Linked DNA regions of Mus musculus: regions 1, 2, 3, 4, 5 and 7 are each linked to region 6. The links are chromatin contacts, called in public Hi-C and promoter capture Hi-C maps. All regions are on one chromosome and are shown on one strand. The core of a region is the stretch at or near the end of the contact, and the rest is flanking DNA. Distances in the headings are between cores, read along the strand shown.

Region 1 (2,938 bases), core at 37-2,536, 1.2 Mb before region 6:
GCTTTGAGACCTTGGCCTTTGTGGAAGAGAATGGTCGTGGGGAGGGCGCAAAGCTGCAGACAAGATTGCCTTGAAATATAAAATGCTGGAGATAAAGAAGCGTAAAGATAAGGGGAGGCGAAAGCCATCCCATTAGACTGAAAAAGACTTCCCTACAAAGCAGAAGACAGCTGCCCATCTGTCCCCAACCACCATCCATGGAACAAATGCATGTCTCTCACAGCTGAGGACCTAGGGCGCCTCAGCTATACCTGTGGAATCAGTTAGAAAGAACACAGCTTACATTAGTCAAAAGCCCCTTCCTTGTCAGACAAACCAAAGGGCTGGAGCCTACCCCCAGAATTGGGACAAGAAATGAATGGTAAGAAGGGAGCCTGGAAGGAGTGCCTCGCTTACCTTTAACAAGTGTTGGGCTGTGTAGAAGCCAGCTGGGCCACTGCCGACCACACAGATCTGAGGGGTCTTCTCCTGTGTGGAGAACTTCTGGCAGAAGCCTGGGGCTAGGTAGAGCAGGGGACAGCAGGGTCAAACCAACACCCTCCTACCACCCCAAACCAATTCTGTCCAGTTGCACCTTGCCTTCACCCTCACCTGCATCTTCCTTTTTCCGTTCCTCAAAGCTTCACCATTTCATCTGAATGCCAGAGCTGTCTTTATCCAGAACCCCATGTCTCACCCATGAACAATAACAAATAATCTGCCCCAGACCCCCTTATCCCCCAAGCTGTCCTGCACAGCACTATCTTTCTTGAGAGGTTCCTTATGTGATCTCATGTCTTCATATGCCCATCACGTTTCTATTTTGCTTTTTTCTAGCCCTTCTTTCCCCCACAGAACTCTATTGCTCATCTCCTCACCTCGAATTTGCCTGTCACCTCCGTTCACCTCGTATCACACATAAAGACCTCATGGTCTATCCTTTTAGCCTTTACTGAGCTGTCTTACCCAGGACGCCTTACATCTCTTTGCACAGATCCTCCCCTCTCCATCACTCCCATTTCTCCCGCAAGAGCAGACACGTTCAGCTTTGCCCCTCTCCAGCCCCGCCTCAGCTCTGCTCGGACCCCCGCTCTTGATCACAGGCCTCCCCTCGCCCTGGTGCAGCCCCCAAGAGCCCTGCTCCTACTCGGAGTGCTCCTGGAGGGAGACGGCCGAAGCCCAGACCACGCGGACCAGCGCCACCAGTGCCAGCAGCGAGGAGCCATGGCTGAGAAGTGCAACCAGCAAGCGGAAGAGCTAGCAATGACTCTAGTGCTGAGCGCAGGTCCAGCAGCCCGCCGAGGACGCTCCTCTGGACCCGCCCATCACTGGAGCCCCGCCCCAAGCCTCGCCTCCCGCTTGCTTAGAAACATCAACTTGGAGACTTCACCAAGATTTCCGAAATAACCACGCCCCCAAAGAGAACCATGCCCCCATCTCGCCAAGGCCCCGCCCCCAGAACGTCCAATCCTCAAAAGCTTATCAAATTTCTCCGGTCTTCCTAGTACCTCCAGATGCCGGAAGTCTAGATTTGAAGAAACGCGAATCCCCTATGCTGTTTCAGTTGCTCTTGAAGAAGGGAGCCAATTGGAAAGGAGCTTACTTTATGTAAAGCTTGCCGCTCGCTGATGACGCAATGCCCCGTTGTCGTTGTTTGAGTGATTTTTGTATCAGCCAATCAGAAGGCCAGAGCCCGGAAGTCTCGTGTATCCGCTATTCTTGACTCCTCGATTTTTAAGTCTGGATGTTGAACTGATGTAGCCTCAAACAGCTACTTGTGCGTGTCAGAGAAGGACAAGTGTTAAACTCTCAAGAGCTTATTTCTAGTCACCCTCTTCCCACGATGGGGGAGGAAACACGCGAAGAAGTTCCCCCTCTGGCACTGAGACCAGAGCCCGACCTTCGACCCTGGTCCGACAGTACAGGGATCAGGGTGAGACCGTACCTTAGGGGGCACCCAAAAGCTCAGTAGTCAAGGTAAATCATTCATATTCCATGTTTTAAAAGAAAATTGATGCAAAGCCTAAAATCAATATCTTTTAAAAGTTTTTTCTAACATTTATATATTTTATTACATTATTTATGGGGGCCGGTGTACACTTGCCACAGCGTTCGCGTGGTGTGTGGTAGTCAGAGGACAGCTTATAGGAGTTGGTTCCCTCCTCTACGTGAATTCCTGGGTTTCAGACTCATTTAAGGCTGAGGGCAAGCAACTTTACCCTCCAGCCGACCCACACATGTTTTCTACACAAGAACAGGACCTGAAGAAGGGTGAATGCTTAATGTGCACATGATCCTGGTTTCGATTACACCACAAAAAATATAATTAAAATAAGGGCAGGACCCATTGTCACCTCTAACCAGACAAGCCCAGTGCTTCTCTGAGAGTCCTTCTCCTTCTTGGAAGACTAACCTGTCATCCTCACAACATCTGATTCTTGTTTATTCTTGTTGAAGATTGAACCCAGGGACTTACAAAATTGCTCTACGTTTTAACTGCCCCCTGCCTCGCCCCGCCCCGCCCCGCCCCTAGCTGAATCTTCTATTCCATAATTCAGGTACAAAGCTAGCCTGGGCTGTATACAGAGTGGCACCTGATCTCACAAAACAGTATGCCACTTGTTTTGTGAGAGGGAAATGGCAGTAGGAACGTGGTCATACCAATGGAAACTGGCTTGACTGACCTGACTGTAATCTGGAATTCTTGGGCCAGATGAACGGCTAGGTGACAGCTTGGTGAACTTCATGCTGAGTCAGTCCATTTCAACTTTCAGGCTGGTCTGCTGGAGCCTTGTGTAGGAGCTTAATAATCCAGAAGTTTCCCCTGTTTTGTATTTCATATTTTTTACACTATTTTAAGAATGTTTTTAGCCATGCTGCGGTGGCACTGGGGAGGCAGAGGAGGGCAGAACTGTGAGTTCGAAGCCAGCCTGGTCTACAGAGAGAAGACAAAAGAACA
Region 2 (2,914 bases), core at 354-2,853, 1.2 Mb before region 6:
CCCCACTCAAAAAAAGAAAAAGAAAAACCACAAAAAGTCTGAGTTTGTGCTTTCTGAGGTGAAGTGGGTATGGGTAGGCAGGAAAGGTAGGTTCTTTTCTCAGGCAGCAGCAGAGAGGGTAGCTCTAGGGGCCCAGCTTCCCACCCAGGTAATATAAAACCAAACACTCCCCCAGTTCCTGAGGGTAAGGGTATGCCAGTCCAGCCCAGCAAAGAGGGCTGAGGAGACCTCTACAAGGCAGGGTGACAGATCTCCCCAATGCAAAACTATTGTCCCCTACAGAGCCAGCTTCTCAATCTGTCAGATGTTTGCCAACTAACCTCACAAAGAGTCCCTGAATCTCACTTCTGGCCTTTAAACAGTAGGCATCAAAATAATGAATTCAACATCTGGGACAAGCACACGTTAAGTCTCCAGAGGATACCAGGGAACGCCATAAGTAATTTAGAACGAGGGAAGAAGACATGGCTTTGTTTTTTTGTTACACACACATCTAGATGATGTAATCCCTCATTGAAAAGCCAAAAAGAAAGCAGAGAGATGGATGACAAGGAAAATAAATGAAAAATGAGCCCTCCACTTCAGCTTTATTCCTCCTGCATGTAATTCCCACCCCCAACCCCCCACTTTGAGTCACAGTCTCATTAAGTATCCCTAGCTGGCCTGGAACTTATTATATTGCCCAGGCTAGCCTCAATCTCACGGAAGAGATGGACCTGCCTCTGTCTCCCAAGTGTTGGGCCAGAATCAAAGGTGTACAGCACCACACAAGTGACGTTTGTTAAACAAGACAGGCTCCTAGATTAAGGCACCCTGTTTCCAATTGCCCTCCACGCTACAACCAGTCGGGTAATGAGTTAGTTACCTGGGCACATGCTCGGAGGTGTAGGGTACCAGGACCACCTTCTTGCCCACTAGCATGGTGTTCTGATTCAGCTTCATTGTAGCTGCCTACTAGTGGGGAGAGTTAAAGACTTCAGAGCCCCCATAGTGTCTTCCCACGCAGGGTGGAACTCTTTCTGTAGCAGTGGAGCTATGTTGACAGAAGAGCGTCCTGCCTTCCCCTCACAACTACGTGAAAGAACGGGGATTCTAAAACTCTTGTAAGAGAAAGAGCCGAAGTGGTCAATACATCTGGGCTCTCACCCAGGGGCCAAGTTCTGGCTCGGTTTCCAGCCCATTCCTACACAACATGCCCGTCCACCCCCAAATGACCTGTTAATCCTTTTTTTAACCTGTTTCCAACCCTAGCCTCCAGCGTCCAGAGTCCACGTCACTCGGCTCTGGCCCTTCCGTTTTCCTGTCCCCAAGCCCCACTCAAAGTTCTCAGGCCTCAGCCCTTTGCGTGGTTCCTCGGCCGTCTAAGCGCTGTAGTTTGCAAACTGCAAAGCTCACAACCACCCCCTGCCGAGGAAGGCGTCCCCAACGACAGGCGTCAGCGTCTGTCCCGGAGAAACAGGCTTTCCGCATGCGCGTAGAGGGGCTTGCTGTCCGCTTCCGCCAGGCAGACGGCAGCCGCAAAGCCCAATCCCGGCCCCGCCCCCGCGAGGCATCCAATCAACGCACTGCGCCCCTCCCCACGCGCTCGCTTGGACGGGGGACTGGGAAGCGTGCGCGTGCGCGTAGCGGGCGCTGGTGCGGGGCCGCTGGTGCCGGGTGGCAGCTGCAGAGCTGGAGGCGGTGGCCACTGTGCCTGGAAGCTAGCTGTGCTGCAGGTCTGGGACGGGCAGGAGGGCAGGACAGGGTGAAGATGGATGTGAATTTTAGAGTTTCACCTGGAAGGGAGGGGAAGGGGAGACTGAGGGACCGGCTCTGGAGAAGAGAGGGGAGGCTTAAGGGTGGGAAACCCTAAGGCAAAGCAAAAGGCAGGTGTCGGTGCGCGAGGCCCCATTTAAAAGAAGAGGCTTTGGGACAAGGAGTTAGGATGGAGGGGCGACCTTGGAAAAGCTGACTCCCGCTGTGGGCGGAGAAGCAGACAGCTGTGTGGGCTGTCCTGTGTAGTAGTGAGCTCATAGATAATGAAACGGACGTAAGCACTTTAGGGTAAAGGGGGCTGTGATGGTTAGTGAGGCTTAGAGGCCCGGAAAGCCCCTTCAGTCACTTGGAGTGTGAGCAGCATCCAGGCACCGAGAAGTGCCTTGCATAGCAAATCAAGTTAGAAGACATGGTCCAGGAAGCCGCGTCCCACCAAGGCTGTCTCATGGCAGATAGGGAGACCAAAGTGTCTGAGTTAAAAGGGCTACAGGTGAAAGCGGCAGACTGCAAACCCCCCACCCCCAGTCTCATCTCTGCAGTTAGAGAACTAAAGTCTACTCTTTTGTCTTAGGAGCTGCGGCTGCTGCTGCCACTGCATAGAAGTAACCTCTTGGGCCAGCCCTTCCTCACTCTCTGGAGATGGCAGGCGAGATCACAGAGACCGGAGAGCTCTATTCTCCTTATGTGAGTTCTTCTCCATAAATGTGTTCTGCTCACCACCATGCTCCTGGTTTCTAGAGAAGCCCACTGCTATCTGTGGACTATACTAATTATGGCCCTGGTTTAAATAGACCCTGGTGAAAAACACAACGGAAACTCCACATAGCTCCAGTCAGGTTCAGCTGTCTTAGCTAGACTCTATATATCAGGCTCGTTCCTCATTTGTTTATAATTTTTTAAAGCTTTTATTTTAAATGATGTGTCTACGTATGGATATGTGCATGCCTGTCAAATCCAAAAGAGGGCACCAGATGCCCTGGAGTTAGTTGTCGATGGTTGGATGCTGCTCAGTGTAAGTGCTGGAAGTGAACTCGGGTCCTCTGCAGGAGCAGCAGGTACTCTTAACTGCTGAGCTGTTTCTCCAGGCCAGTTCTCCTTTTAGACACCTATCAGAGAGCATCAAGCCAAATAGTAGTTAACTTGCTAGTCTCCCATAATA
Region 3 (2,836 bases), core at 218-2,717, 1.2 Mb after region 6:
TGACCCCAGTGCTTTGAACATGCTCAGCTGACACTTTACCTCTGAGGTACACCCCTCTTCCTCAAATATTCTTTCTACCACCACAAGTCCATATTCCAAACTATGAGTCTAATTTTCATTCCAAAAGATATAGCCCACCTTTTCTAGTGGTGTTAGGATATCTAAGGTAGGAAGAGATCCTTATTGTGCCAGGCTAAGTAAGCTCGAGGGGAGGGGACGATCACAAAGAAAGCTGGAAGAGAGGAGAGGTCATGGTCACAAAGTCAATGAATGGCAAGGACAAATGCTAAATGACGTCATTTTGGTTCAATATTCCAATAACTGAAGTTTTACAGTGTTGTTTGCACCCAGACTCTGGGCTCCTCATGGATTTAGCAATCTACCTAGTGCATGCTGTGTAACTGCAGGATGCTATTTGTGCTCCTTCCTGGATCATGTGATAATATCTGGACTTTTGAGACACAAAAGATACAGGTTCTCAGCAGTCAAGAATTAAACTGAAGTCAATAAAATGCTGAATAGAAAAGGCAGAAGTCTCTGTGAGAGCCACATCTGCCATCAGATCTTTCTAGGGGATATGGGTTTGCAGGATGAAAAATACACAACAGACGTTTGAAGCCGACTTCGGAGAGTAAGTAAATCTGACGACCAGAAGGCTTAAAATATAATAGAAAGAAAGGAGTGTACAGAGCTCACGGGACCCTGAAGGGAAACGAGAGCAGCAAGTCTGTTGTGTCCCTTTTCTCCACAAACATTTCAAAACATGACACTGGCGGCAGCAAAACTGCATCTCGAAGGTACTACTAGAGCGTTGTCTCTTCTTCCAGACGGGAACACATAGACAGGGAATGGCCTCTTACAGCACTGACAACTTTCAGAAGCATCGCGGATCTACCAGAACATCAGGGTCGGGAGTGGTGGTGGAGAGGAATTAGGCTCCTTCCATCACCCTCTGTGGAGAAAAATATGAGCTTTCAAAATCTTCCCGTGGCTTGAACAGAAACTTGAAAGGGACTCTACGGAGCGCACAGTGCTTCGGACCTTACCCACCAGATTATTACGTATATGTATACCAAGGAGGAGCCAAAGAATGGAGGACCACCGCGGGCTTCCCAGAGCCAGGAAGAAAATGCGGGGTGTGTAGTCTCAGCCCAGGGCTTGGGGTGGGCAGGTTGCGTTCGCTGTAGGGTGGAGTAGCTGCGGGGAAAGCAGGCCTCCCCAGGGGGCTGCTTTGCAGCCGGGATTGTTTGGCTCGCGTCAGAGCAATCCCCGGGGAGCCTCTGAGCGAAGGAGGGGGCCAAGAGGATGCCGCGAGGAGCGCGCAGCGAGCTTCTAGGCCGCGTCCCGCGCACGTACGAGTGTGCACCGTAGGGAGGTACAGGGCGTGTGCACGGCACGGGCCGGAGGCGCGCCAGTGCGTGCGCCAGGTTCAGGGCGCCGCTGCGCAGAGGGCCAGCGCCGCCGGGCGAAAACGCTGCGCAAACCCGGGATACGGCGGGGCGCAGAACCGGAGAACGGAGGCGGCTACGCAGAACTGAATCTGCGGCCCTTTGGTGCGCAAGCTAACGCGGAGTCACAGTGCCCAAAAGCGTGAAGGCAAGCGGCCACGGGAGAATTCCGCACGGCTCTCCGCATTGACCGGGAAGGAGCGTCAGCTCCGAGGAAAGGCGCGCGTCCGAGGCGCGTGAAGAACGCGCAGCTCGCACCCCCGCGCGCTCCACGCGCGGTCTGGACGACCACAGCGCGGGCGGGTATTAGGGGAGAAGGAGGAGGCGTGGTCTTTTCGTGACGAACCAATGGGATCGGGAGCACTGCCTGGAGGCGGAGCTCAGGATCAGGGCGCTGATTGGCCATTCCGCCCTCCGGTATGCAGATGCGGTGGGAGTCACGTGCCGGGGGCCGGTACGACTTCCTGTTGGAGGCCCACGCGGGGCGGGGCCGGGGGCGCGAGCGCCGCGTCTGGCTGGAGCGGGGGGAGGGGGGTTCTTGTCAGTTAGAGCAACAAGATGGCCGCGGTGGCAGCTCCGCACCTCAGCGCGACGGCCCCGGGAGCCGCAGCCGCCGTCGCCGTCCGCGTCGCCGTGCAGCCCTGAGAGCCGCCGGGTCACCCCGGCCGCCCCCGTGACAGGCGGTCCTCGCGCCGTCGCGCTCCCGCCGCCGCCGCCGCGGGCCCGCTCGAGCCGGAGCCTGAGGCGGAGGGAGCGGAGCGGCCCCGCGCCCAGCCGCCCATCGCCGTCCCCGCCTCAGACCCGGGCTGCGTCCGAGCCGCGGCCCGCCGAGACTTAGGAGCAGGGCGCGTCGCGGCGTCGCGGGCACTGGACCTGGACCTGCCGGGACGTGCCGCCGCCCACCCGCCGCCCGCGCCCGGACTCGATCCTGCGGCGCCGGCACTGAGCGGGCCCCCGCCGCCGGAGCGCCCCCGAGGGCCCCGGGCGGCCGAGAGCGACCTCTCCACCGCCAGGCCCGCGCCGCCGGAGCCCCGCGGAGCCGCCGCCGGGGACGGAGCCCAGGTGAGAGCGCCACCGCCGCAGCGCCCGGAGGTCTTCGGGCCCTTTGTTCGGCCGAGCCGGAGCGCGGCGGCCCCGAGCTACCCGCGTGCGGCGCCGGCCGGGGTTGACGGGCGGAGGAGAGGCACGGACTGCGAGCTCCTGGCCGGGCGTGCGACATCGGGATGGGGACCCAGGGGTCGGACACTTAGCCGTTCCCCCCAACCCCCGCGCTCGCTCTCTCGTTCTCTTAAAACTAATGCAGTGGTGGATGATACCCGCTCCCCTTGCATGGTCCCCTGCAGACCGTGCGTTCCCAAAGGGTGGCATACACCGATCCGCAGTGTGGC
Region 4 (2,770 bases), core at 211-2,710, 1.8 Mb after region 6:
AAGGCACAGACCTCTAACATTCAAGGAAACAGTCAGTGTTCACACATCTGAAGCTCTGGGAGTTGTTAGCCATAATCCTCATGGCTTCACCGGGTCAGGGTTCTCTAAGGGCTCCCCTGCAAAGCCCTAACACTCTTCCCTCTTGGTACTTTAATATTCCTCACCAGAGTGTGAGGAGGCAAAGTTACCTGTGAGGCAACACACCGGAGTTTGGCTCCACTAAGCCGTATAAGCTTGTTAAGTTCCTGAGCCATACTTCCCTGCCAAACCAGTAAAAGGTCACCACTCGCCCTACCTGCCATTCCTTCTTCCATTCCTCCTGGAAACAATGCTAACAACCACGTAAAGCATTTCAAATAACCTTCTACAACTCCAGAGACTGCACACCCTCGGAGGGACCAGAGCCCTGGCTGTTCGCCAACAAGCAGCAAGGTTAGCCAGGAGAGTCTAAATCGCTTCTGCCCTGGTGGAGGATGTGGACTGGTGTCATTACCCGGCTACCTTCAGGCAACAGCTCAAACTTGATCCCCTTGCCCGGTGTGGTCAGGCCCTGACTGACAGACCAGGGGACCAGGAGCTAATTCACAATGCGACGGTAGCACGAACCTGACCGACGTCCCCGGCTCAGAGGCCCCGGTCAGGCCACTTGTGTTCATCTCAGAACAAAGAGCTGGATGGGGCACATAACTTCTAACACCCCTGAGAGCCGGAAACTACTAGGGAACACAGGCCGGCCGGGCGTGTTAGTCCCGCGGCCGCTCGCGGCGTCTGCCACCCCGGTGACAAGCAGCAGGCGACTCGTCTTAAAGACTACGACCCCGGTCACCTGGCCCTGACTCCCCTCGGCACCCCGGGGCTCCTCAGCATCCTCATGACCCTCAGCGCTCCGGTTAACCCCCGCCGCGGAGACCCTCTAACCCCGGCGACTCCCCTTCCGGGGCCCCTAGACTCGCAAACCTCAGCCCCAGCGACCCCCAGGCCCGAGTAACCTCGGTCCTGGAGCCCGAAAGCAATTCCCGGTTTTACACCCGTCTCCGTCGGCGCCCTCAGGTTCGGGCGACCCCTGCCGTGACCCTCCAGGCCTGGGTGACCCACAGCCCCGGCAACCCTCAGGCTCGAGTGACACTCAGTTCCCAGCGACCCTCAGGCCCGGGTGACTCTCAGTTCACGGCGACCCAAAGGTCCAGGCGACCCTCAGCCCCGGCGACCCTCAGGCCCTCGAGCGTCTGGGCAGTCACCCCCGGGCCCTCGCACTGCCGCCACCCGGCGCTCCGCGTCCCGTCCCAGGGACACCGGCGCAGGCGGAAGCTCACGAAGGGGCAGCGGACCGGCCCCACTCACCATAGCTGTCATCGTCCTCCATGGTGCTGGCGACCGGCTCCGGCCCGCGACCGCCACTGACCTCCCGCAGCCCGCGTCCTGCCAGACACCAGCTCGCCACAGGCCAGCTCCGAGCCGCGGAGCCCCGCCCCCCGCACCGCGCCCGCACTGCCCAGCACGCGCCTGCGCACGCGCCGCCCGAGGCACCGCCCCCGGCACAAGGTCCCGCCCACAGCCAAAACGCGCGTGCGTGAACGCCCTCTAGGCCCCGTCCCCTTGAGGACCTCTTTAGTTTGCGTTTACGCAAGCGCGGCACCTAGGCTCTGCCTATCTATGACTCCGCCCCCAAGTCACGCCCTCTCTCCTTAGGTACCGCCCCCTCTCCTCGGGGCAGGGCAGTTTCGGGTTTCAAGTTTCACAAGCGTGCGTAGGCCGCGGGCGTGGTTTACTAGCCAGGGCCAGCGTCCAGCCACTCGGCTGGTTAAACATACTCAAGGTCACGGGTATAACCCGAAGGGTAAGGTGGCCCTAGCTGTATCCGCCTCGGACACCAACACGTCGAGGAGGAAATTACCTAAACTCATCTGTGTTCGTTACTTATACTTCCTACCGGCGCCAAGTTGCACAGGAGGACATAACTTCCAAATTAGTAGCCTCAATTTACAGGCTCTGCTGCTTTCTTCGGGAGGACCGGTTGATCCCCCTTTGCAGTTGTGGCCAGGGGCTGCTTCTGTGGAGGTGAGAGCATTTATGCGGTAGGAGGTCTCTGCAGAATTAATCAGTGGAAGCACCAACCAATGATCTGAAAAGGCCCTTAGGGAACACCCTGTCCTGTGAACTCTAGCCAAGTGACCAGCAGGGAGTGCATTGCAGCTCAATGACAGAGCACTTGCCTAGCAATGTGAGAGACCCTAGATTGCATCCCAGAGACCAGGGGAAAGGAGAAAACTAATTCCCAGACTCAGAGGGTCTTATATGGGCTGGGGCATCTCTGGGTGGTAGGTCCCTGTCCAGGATGTCCTCCACCACAGCATGCACAAACCCTTCTTACCCCAGAAAGGCCTGGGGTAGTGGTGCTTGCCTGTGGCATACCTGTTGTTAGTCTAGCGTCCCAGGAAACTGAGGCAGGAGGACAATATAGTGAAACTCCACCTCAAAAACAAAACAAAACAAAACAAAACAAAAACCTACAAATACAGCAAAAGAGACACTGGGAAGTTTTGGGACGGGTCTTCCTGATTGAAACAAAGACTTGAAATCCCCCATGCAGCCCCAGAACCAGCCTTCTACCCCCACAGCTCCCTCTCTCTGCAAATCACTGCCTGTAGAGGGTTGTGGGAATCTCTGGGCTTCTGCAGGGCATGAAGGGGCCAGGCCAACCACATGGGGAGGAAGGAGAGTCAGGTCTTTCCTTGTGGGTCCTTCTCTTCGCTGGATGGGCTGCAGCAAT
Region 5 (2,700 bases), core at 150-2,649, 1.4 Mb after region 6:
AATTACATGTAATGATGTAATGGCAAAAGGTTGGTTTTGGTTTTGGTTTTTTGAGATAGAGTTTCTCTGTGTAGGAAAGAGAGAGAGAGAGAGAGAGAGAGAGAGAGAGAGAGAGAGAGAGAGAGAGAGAGAAAGAGAGAGAGAGAGAGAGAGAGAGAGAAAGGGAGGCTTTGTAGGAAAGTCCTGACAGCCAGTTCTCCTTCATCAAACACTCATGGCGTGTATGAACAGATTTTAGGAGGTAGCCCTGGGCTCACCTACCAGCGGCTTGTCACAGGCTCTGTTAGTGTGGGGAGGGTGCAAATAGACGCAGATAGACTGTTAGAAGGCCCAGTCTCTCTTGTGCCTACTCCTGTCTTCTCCCGAGTGGTGACCCTTCTGGTGGGGCAGGCTTCTGCCTCAGTTTCCTTATTGTCCAGCCCCCCTCATTACTGAGGTGAGTCTGTCTCATTATTCATTATCCATTGAAGTGACTGTGGTAAAGCCATCTTGTCATGACTCCATTCTGTGTCACTTCTCAGCCCTCTACACCCCTCAACAGCCATGGTCTCCTTGGGAACAAATTTGTGTTGTCAACAGAAGGATATCTGGAGGCCTCTTGGCGGCCAAGGTGAAGCCCTGGGTTGACACACGACCCCTTCCGATTAAGCATCAGGTTCCCTTTCTAAATGTTATTGGGGGACAGGGGGAGCTGGAGTCTATGACCTAGTGATCTCATTTGTTTTAATTTTTAAAATTACAATCCTCAGTATGTGTGTACTTGAGACTAGATCTCAGATAGCTCAGGGTTGTCTTGAACTCCTTATTCTCCTGCCCTCTTTCTCTTCCTGAGACAACAGCCACCAGGTACTTTGCAGCATGTGATCACGATGTCTAGAAATCTGCCCTTCAGAGCCCTTTGGCTTTCAGGCTTAGCTCCAGAGCAAAGAGTAGCCAGAACTGTGGGGGCCATAGTTATTAATTACTACAGTAGTCCAGAGGTTGGAACTGGGGGCCTCTGATGTGCTAGGCAAGAGCTTATGCCCCAGTCCTTTGGTCTGGAGCAGAATGGTGAAGTGACATCCAGGTATTTACGAGCCTGGATTCTGGATTGGTGGGATTTGGGTGTCTGGAGGGCTTATGGGAGAGGACCTTCACCAGGGCACTGTGTAAGTAAGAGTAAAGTGGGAGCCGCCTAGGATGTCTCTTCTTGGGGACTCTTTGATCCTTTCTGGATGAACTCAGTAGGACATATTTCCCAGGGGTGAGCTTTTCCTCCCCCTTCCGCACCCTGGCGCCTCCTGCGAGCTCCAAGTTTTGCTGCCAACTTCCACGAGTTTGGAGGGGCTACTTCCCGGCGGTTGGCCCCGCCCTGTCGGCGGCCGGACCCGCCCCCGTGGGCGGGGCGGGGCAATCCGGCTAGTTCCCGGCCATCCGCGGCTCGGTGGCGAAAGCGACATGGAGAGCGGGGCCTATGGCGCGGCCAACGCGGGCGGCTCCTTCGACCTGCGGCGCTTCCTGTCTCAGCCTCAGGTGGTGACGCGCCTCGTGAGCATGGTGAGTCCACCAGCGAGGACCCGGAGCCGGGCGTCCTGGCTACCAGGGCCCGTGGGGCCGCGGGCCGCAGAGCGCGACAGGTGGCGGCGGCTGCGCGTCCTGGGCCTTTCGGAGAGCGCGGGGCCCCGTGCCCCTCCGCGTCTCTGTCCCCTCCAGCCCGTGGGTTTTGTCGCCTGTTCCACTCCGGACCTTGTCTCCCCAACTCCGGGCCGGGCCCCGCCGCACCCTGGACCACTGGTCCAGGCCGCTCTGGTGCGGGACGTCCCCGAAGTTCTCCGGGGAGGCAGGCCTGTCGCCTTGTTGGCATTGGGAGGGACCGGAGAGGGGCACGGCACAGCAGGTGGCCGGCACGCCGCGGCTCCCAGCCTAGGGAATTCACCTGGAAGGGACTTTCTGCAGCCACGTGGGGTGCGAGGAGGGGGATTGGCCTGGCACTCTGAAGGAGAGTTTCCTTCCCTCTCAGAGGCTAGCAACAGGTCTGCTTTCCCACCAAATGCACTCCCTTCCCAGAAGCGGGGCGAGCCCCCTTGTACCAGGCGTGCGGGGGCAGCTTTCCATACCTTGGGATGAAAACACTGAAAACTGAGACTTTAGCTGCCAGATTGAGGGTGGCCCCACTGCGCCCAGGGGGTCTGGGCCTGGAGCCTTGGAGGTGCCCTGGCTCCCCGGAATCTCCCAGCCTAGCGGTGGAATCTAGTGACTCCGTCCTGGGTTGTACCCTGTCAGTCAGGATGGCAGTGCCAGGAGCCCTGACCCATACTCCGCGCCCAGTCCTGGAGTTCCGGCTTCATCCACAGCTGGGGGCGGGGCTTGTGACTGCCAGTTCCACAATCCTATTGAGAGCGTCCCCGCAGGATCGCTCTGGTCCTGCAAGTCTGGAGGCAGCCAGGTGCCCACAGACTCAGTTGCATCTGCCGCCTTGACGTGGGCTTGGCGGTGGCCTTAGGGTGTGGGGAGGAAGCGAAATGACTAGGACGATTCCAAAGGAGCTGCTTTCCAAACTTTGGCCAGTCTCTGCTGGTGACTTTCCCACCTCTGTCCTGGCTCCTGCGGGATCTGAGTCTGGCTGTGGATCTGACCACCCCAAGAACCTTGCTCTGAGGGGAACCGTTGTGGGGGTGGAGACTAGTAGTTCTCTGGAGGGGAGGGGCCGACGTGCCAAAG
Region 6 (2,934 bases), core at 252-2,751:
GAGCTCTCCAGCCAGCTGTGCATTCATTGGTGTGCAAACATCAGTTGTAACCTTATTCTTAGCTAGATACTTTCTAAAAAACGGGCAAGTTCTCTTAAAGAGAACATTTAGTCCTTTTAGGTAAAATAAAAAGAGTTCAGTGAGTAAAGGCGCTTGCTGCCAAGTTTGTCAACCCCAGTCTGGTTTTACACCCACACCATGGAAAGCGACTCTCACTGCCTCTGCCTTCACTGGCAAAGAAATAGAAGTGAGGTTTGCTTTCTTCTGTTCTGTCCTTCTGTTCTGCACACCCTAACTAGTTAGAACCTTCGCTGTAATTAGTTCTGATGAAAAACAGTATATGTCTTCCTGAAACAGGAGCCTTCACAGTAAATTCCCAATCCGATCCTCCAGATCAGGGTGGAAACAGTTCCTGCCCGCTCCCCATGGTCTAGAATCCTTGGATAAGTGGGGCTCTTATACCATGTGTCATTTTTTCCTACCAGCCAACTTCACCATCTTGTGTACCTTAAATCATCTTTAGGTCACTTTAATACCCAATACAATGTAAGTTTCATGTGAATAGATGTATCAATGTCCTCTTGATCAGGGAATAATGACAAAGAAAATGTCTTCATGCTGAAAACAGGTACTTTTTTTTTTTTTTTTTTTTTTAAAGCATAAGGTTTTTAAACCCCGAGGCTGGATTATGCAAAGCATGCCCTGGCACTGGCTATTCCCCCCCACCCCCGTGTGTGTGTGTGTGTGTGTGTGTGTGTGTGTGTGTGTGTGTGTGTGTGTGTTTGGAGAGTTTCTCTATGTAGCCCTGCTGGCTGTCCTGGAACTAACTCACCATGTAGGCAAGACTGGCCTCGAACTCAGAGCTATCCGAATGCCTCTACCTCCCACTGAGCCCTGAAATTAAAACCATGTGGTCACTACGCCTGGTTCTTTTGTGTTGTTTTGTTTTGTTTTGTTTTGTGGTGTTAAGAAATTGAACCCAGGATCTGTCTGCCATGTTTCAAAAGTTTTCTTTTTCTTTTCTTTTTTTTTTAAGAGAGACTGTTTAGAAGCTATTTAAAAATTTAAATACTCTTGAGAGTCGAGTAGCTGCGAAGGTTCTGTGTGTTTTCTATTTTGATCGTTCTGTTTCTCGAGATGACCACATCTTTCAGAGGAAATGAGTCAAAGCCACTCCGTCTTGCTTTTCCAGCTGAGCATGTTCAGTTTCAATGAAGTAATGAATGAACTTGGCCAGCACCACCCCCACGCCTACAACAGCAAACACTGATGACCTCCACCAATCAGAACGCGGTCAGGGTTTTCGAGTTGAGTTCAAACAGGCCTACGGTAGGCCAATCAGCGCATCACGCCCCGCCTCCCGATGGCGGCCCCAGCCAACCACCAACTCGGAGGAGCCAAAACACGGAGGCTGGCCAATGCCGGGGTGCCCCCGCGGCACCGACTCCGCCAATGGGCGCGGCCAGGCGAGGAGAGAAACAGAGCGGCCGGGCCCGCCGCAGGATTCGAATCGAACGTCCGTGTGGGAGCCGGCGGCTGGCTGGGCTGCGCGTGGGCCAATCAGCGGCGTCGGCTCACGGCCCCCGAACGTTGGGCCTGGCGGCCCCGCCCCGCGCTGTTGTTTGCGGCGTCGGCGCGGCCGCGCGAGCCGAACCACAACATTCGCCGGGCGGCGGCGGAGCTGCGAGCGTGAGCCCGGGGCGGCCGCCCAGCGCCATGTCGGTGAACACGGACGAGCTGCGGCACCAGGTCATGATCAACCAGTTCGTGCTGGCCGCGGGCTGCGCGGCCGATCAGGCGCAGCAGCTGCTGCAAGCGGCGCACTGGCAGTTCGAGGTGTGCACCGGGCCGGGGTCGGGAGCGCGCGTGGGAGCCGGGGGCCGCGTAGGGGGGCCGCGGCGGGGGGGGGGGGGGCCGGGGCGGCCAGGCCTCGCTCACGCCGCTGCGTCCCGTATTTTGTCCGCAGACCGCCCTAAGCACGTTCTTTCAAGAAAGCAACATTCCCAACAGCCACCACCACCCGCAGATGGTAAGTGTTCCCCAGGGCCGCGGAGGGGGCGCTCGGTGCGGCAGGGTCGCTGTCAGCCGCGCCGGTGACAGCCATGTTGCCGGGGAGCGGCGCGCCGCGAATGTAAACAAAGAGCCAAAATGTCTTCCAGGAAAGAGCGCTCCCAGGCCGGCGCTGGCTCGCCCAACTTTGGGACCCGCCTCCAGGCCGCTGGATCGGGGCCTGAGGCCCTGTGCTGGGCGCTGTGCCCTGGGTGTAAGGGCCTTGGTGTTGGGGAGGTGGGGGTAGAAGGAAGGGAAGACGGCTTCCAGCAGGATGTTGCGATTCTGATAGCAGAGGATGGGGAAGGGGCTCGAGGATAACCAGACCTTTGGGGACTTCGGGGTGGTGGGGGACTGAGGGATTTGTGTCTTGATGCAAAACACACACACACACACACACACACACACGACTGAGGTAGGGATTTGTGTCTTGGTGCAACAAACACAGCCGTGTGCACACACACACACACACACACACCACCCACCCACCCAGTGCTGCAGGAAGCAGGGGAGGGATAGATCCACCCTGGCTCCGGAAGTCCAACTCTACCCACAAAGGTAGGCTGGCCCTTCCAAAGCCTCCAGGGAACATAACCTTTATGGAGGATATACAGATTTATATACCTAAGGTGAGGCCAAGAATTTCTTTTAATCTCAGTATGTTAAGAAACAAAACAGTCCAGGAAATAGTTCTTGGAGCCTGGATTTGTCCTCTTCCAACTTGGCTCCAGGCTAGAGCCTTTGCCCTCTGGCCAGTGGGTACCCTGCTTTCCTGAGGCCAGGCACATCCCTTCTCTGCTCTAACTCCTAGTTAGCTATTAGCTCCAAACGTGTAGGAGGGCCTGAGCCCAGGAGAGGGGTGGTAAAACATTATTCCCTAAGAGA
Region 7 (2,700 bases), core at 197-2,696, 1.3 Mb before region 6:
CACTCGGAGGTGTGCAGATCCATGACCAAAGGAAGCTTTACTACATCTATATAGGTTGGGCAGCGAGTGAGGCTCCAAGAAAGTATGCATTACACATATCTGAGGTTACTATATTTGCTTTCAAGGCAGAAATCTTGCTCCCAGAGCAAAGTCAGCACTCTAAACTTGGGTTGATAAGGAAACTCTCTGTGACCTCTCATAGGAAGATCAGGGAGGAGCCTGGGCTCCGGGTTCTCTTCTGGGGCTCTGAGCTGATTGCTGGAGCTCTAGTCACATACATAGCTCTGGGCCTCTGGCATTTCTGTTTTTCCAGAATTAAATTGCAGTATTTTGGAAAATATACTCTGACCGGTTTTTCCCCCTCTGTTTATTCCCAGAAGGAGGATCGTGTTAGAGAGTTTGTTACGTGGCACGTTGTGGGAAACTGTTACCCAATGTCCGAATCATTCCATCTTCACCCATTGGCGTCCTCATAGGTTCAACTTACCCTTAACTGACTACCCTCCCCCACCCCCAGCCTCTGTGGCCACATCTGCGCTGGCAAGAGGGAGCTGGAATGCTTATCTCACAATCCAAGTCATTTTTCTGTTGAACAAAGCCAGTCTTCCATTCCCTCTGAAGTGAATCCTGAGATTGACTACCTAGCTGTCTCACCCGCCCTCTCTCCGTGGCTAAAGGCTACTGCCAAAACTAAGCCCTTTATTTATTATTCATTTATCTGTTCTCAGACAGCCTGTCTTCCAGGTGGGCTGCAAGGAGCCTCAGTCTCTACCAAGCCCTACAAGTTTCTAGAAGGGATCAGAGCCCAAACCTCTGTCTATATGCATGTCCAGGGATAGAGGGGCGGCTCCACAAGAAGAAACTTTGTTATTTAAACAACTCTACTCCGGAGTTATTCTGTTACAGTTACCCTGTTACAGTGTTACTGTGTTACAGAAGACATCCGTCCGGTTCTTAAGTTGGCTCTGGGGAGGGGGAGGAGTGAGTGTGGGGGAGCATGGGGTGGTTTCCCCAGCAACTGTCGCTCCCCTCTCTCGGGCCAAGCTATGCAACAGGCTTTGGCTCAAGGCGGTTAAAGCGTTGAGAATCCTTTACCCAGAGACTAGCTCTTCTAAATCCCCCTCCACAACGTGGAAACCAGAGCGGAGCCCGTGGGGCCTCTGGGCTCAGTACCTGGAACCCCGCCCCAGCCCCGGCCTCGGCCCCGCCCGATCAGCCCAACTCCGCACTTGGTAACAAACACTTCCACTTCCTGGGCTCTCTTTTCTTCTCCCGCTGCGGGGTGCCGCGCCGAGTGCAGGCCACGCCCCACTCTCCTGATTGGTTAGATTTGTTCACCCTGGCGCAAGAGCCCGGTTCGTGATTTCTGATTGGTCTACTGTGATCCACACCCACCGCGCGGCCCCGCCCTCGGGTTTAGGAGCTGGGGCGGGTTCTGGAACGCTCAGACGCCGCGCAGGGCGGGGATTGGCCGGCTCCCTTCCTGTGCGTTCGCAACCGCGGTTCCCGGGACACCTGTTCCCTGTGCCCCGTGCGGTGCTCAGCTCCCAACTCGAGCTCTGCGGCTCGGGGAGAAAGGTCGTGAGTCCCCGGCCTCCGACGGCACCCGCGCTGAGCCTTCGCAGAACAAGATGAGCGCGGACGCAGCGGCCGGGGAGCCTCTGCCCCGGCTCTGCTGCCTGGAGAAGGGTCCAAATGGCTACGGCTTCCACCTGCACGGGGAGAAGGGCAAGGTGGGCCAGTTTATCCGTCTGGTAGAACCTGGCTCGCCGGCCGAGAAGTCGGGGTTGTTGGCTGGAGACCGATTGGTGGAGGTGAACGGTGAGAATGTGGAGAAGGAGACGCATCAGCAGGTGGTGAGCCGCATCCGCGCAGCGCTGAACGCCGTGCGCCTGCTGGTGGTCGACCCGGAGACCGACGAGCGTCTCAAGAAGCTGGGCGTCTCGATCCGGGAAGAGCTGCTGCGCCCCCAGGAGAAGTCCGAACAAGCCGAGCCTCCAGCGGCCGCCGACACTCATGAGGCTGGGGACCAGAATGAGGCCGAAAAGAGCCACTTGGTAAGTGCGGGTTGGGCTTGGTGTAGGACTAGGATTCTAGAGAGACTCGGGCACCCCGGACTTCCAAGCACTTTCTGAAACTCGAGCAGCGAGGAGGAAACGGCTTCTGCCCTCTGTCCCGGAGCCTTCGCAGTTTCTAAGGCGAGCTTCGGAGTGCGACCAGCGACCCCACCGCCCTGTCCGGGCTGGCTGGGGAGCGGAGCTCCTTTGCCGCCTGCATCTCCTGACTGCTTGAACTTTGCGAAGACGGCGCAAAGAAACCCAGTCCCCTTCTCTGCTCCCATTCCTTGGATTCCGCCCCACAACCCGGACTCATTCCTGGGTTATCCTTGCCTACAGCTAAGCTAAGAGCTCTCCCCACCACCCCCCGCATCTCCCTCCCTCCCTCCCTCTTTCTACTCTCTTCTCTTCAGTCCCTGTGGATGGTAGCTCAAAGTGGCTTAAAGGCTGAATAACTAAGGGTCCCTGGGAGGACCCCTTCAGCCCTACCCACATCCTGGGTCCTCTAGTTTGTGCATCATTAACTCACACCGGTTGGACTTCATCCTTCTCAAGACTAAAGTGACTTCTAAGAAAGAGAGGAAGTCTCAACGTCTCGGAGCTAGGGGTGGGGGTGGGGTGCCGGGAGGAGGTGCAGAAGCGT

What was found. Promoter capture Hi-C pulls out the DNA fragments that hold promoters and counts their contacts. Hi-C and Micro-C count contacts between places; a contact is called where the count stands out from the background.
Region 1: a promoter capture Hi-C map of liver shows a contact between it and region 6, with 2.3 times the contacts expected there. The contact joins the promoter of Fdxr here to the promoter of Ubald2 in region 6. A contact is called at or near these places in 2 of 39 promoter capture datasets (liver and pre-B cells) and 1 of 115 datasets of contacts at active chromatin or transcription factors (pancreatic cancer cells).
Region 2: a contact with region 6 is called in a promoter capture Hi-C map of pre-B cells, with 5 times the contacts expected there. The contact joins the promoter of Tmem104 here to the promoter of Ubald2 in region 6.
Region 3: a promoter capture Hi-C map of liver shows a contact between it and region 6, with 4 times the contacts expected there. The contact joins the promoter of Tnrc6c here to the promoter of Ubald2 in region 6. A contact is called at or near these places in 1 of 39 promoter capture datasets (liver) and 2 of 115 datasets of contacts at active chromatin or transcription factors (embryonic stem cells and pancreatic cancer cells).
Region 4: a promoter capture Hi-C map of liver shows a contact between it and region 6, with 4 times the contacts expected there. The contact joins the promoter of Cyth1 here to the promoter of Ubald2 in region 6. A contact is called at or near these places in 2 of 39 promoter capture datasets (both in liver).
Region 5: a promoter capture Hi-C map of liver shows a contact between it and region 6, with 5 times the contacts expected there. The contact joins the promoter of Syngr2 here to the promoter of Ubald2 in region 6. A contact is called at or near these places in 2 of 39 promoter capture datasets (embryonic stem cells and liver), 1 of 484 Hi-C or Micro-C datasets (B cells) and 1 of 115 datasets of contacts at active chromatin or transcription factors (pancreatic cancer cells).
Region 7: a contact with region 6 is called in a Hi-C map of CD8 T cells, with 3 times the contacts expected there. The contact joins the promoter of Slc9a3r1 here to the promoter of Ubald2 in region 6. A contact is called at or near these places in 1 of 39 promoter capture datasets (pre-B cells) and 1 of 484 Hi-C or Micro-C datasets (CD8 T cells).

The regions. Positions count from the first base shown.
Region 1 is chr11:115,275,683-115,278,620 of GRCm38.p6, forward strand. Fdxr (ferredoxin reductase) reads right to left here and starts at 1,287. Exons shown (of 12, transcript NM_007997.1): 1 at 1,127-1,287; 2 at 397-500. The coding sequence starts at 1,205.
Region 2 is chr11:115,185,884-115,188,797 of GRCm38.p6, forward strand. It overlaps Tmem104 (transmembrane protein 104), which reads left to right and starts at 1,604. Exons shown (of 10, transcript NM_001033393.2): 1 at 1,604-1,715; 2 at 2,327-2,439. The coding sequence starts at 2,395. Nat9 (N-acetyltransferase 9 (GCN5-related, putative)) reads right to left here and starts at 1,516. Exons shown (of 7, transcript NM_025400.4): 1 at 1,236-1,516; 2 at 866-954. The coding sequence starts at 942.
Region 3 is chr11:117,652,822-117,655,657 of GRCm38.p6, forward strand. Tnrc6c (trinucleotide repeat containing 6C) reads left to right here and starts at 1,468. Exons shown (of 22, transcript NM_198022.2): 1 at 1,468-1,865.
Region 4 is chr11:118,247,098-118,249,867 of GRCm38.p6, forward strand. It overlaps Cyth1 (cytohesin 1), which reads right to left and starts at 1,461. Exons shown (of 14, transcript NM_011180.4): 1 at 1,342-1,461. The coding sequence starts at 1,363.
Region 5 is chr11:117,808,268-117,810,967 of GRCm38.p6, forward strand. Syngr2 (synaptogyrin 2) reads left to right here and starts at 1,400. Exons shown (of 4, transcript NM_009304.2): 1 at 1,400-1,536. The coding sequence starts at 1,438.
Region 6 is chr11:116,432,593-116,435,526 of GRCm38.p6, forward strand. It overlaps Ubald2 (UBA-like domain containing 2), which reads left to right and starts at 1,502. Exons shown (of 3, transcript NM_176902.3): 1 at 1,502-1,836; 2 at 1,967-2,029. The coding sequence starts at 1,717.
Region 7 is chr11:115,161,895-115,164,594 of GRCm38.p6, forward strand. Slc9a3r1 (solute carrier family 9 (sodium/hydrogen exchanger), member 3 regulator 1) reads left to right here and starts at 1,447. Exons shown (of 6, transcript NM_012030.2): 1 at 1,447-2,057. The coding sequence starts at 1,632. Rab37 (RAB37, member RAS oncogene family) reads left to right here. Exons shown (of 9, transcript NM_021411.4): 9 at 1-346.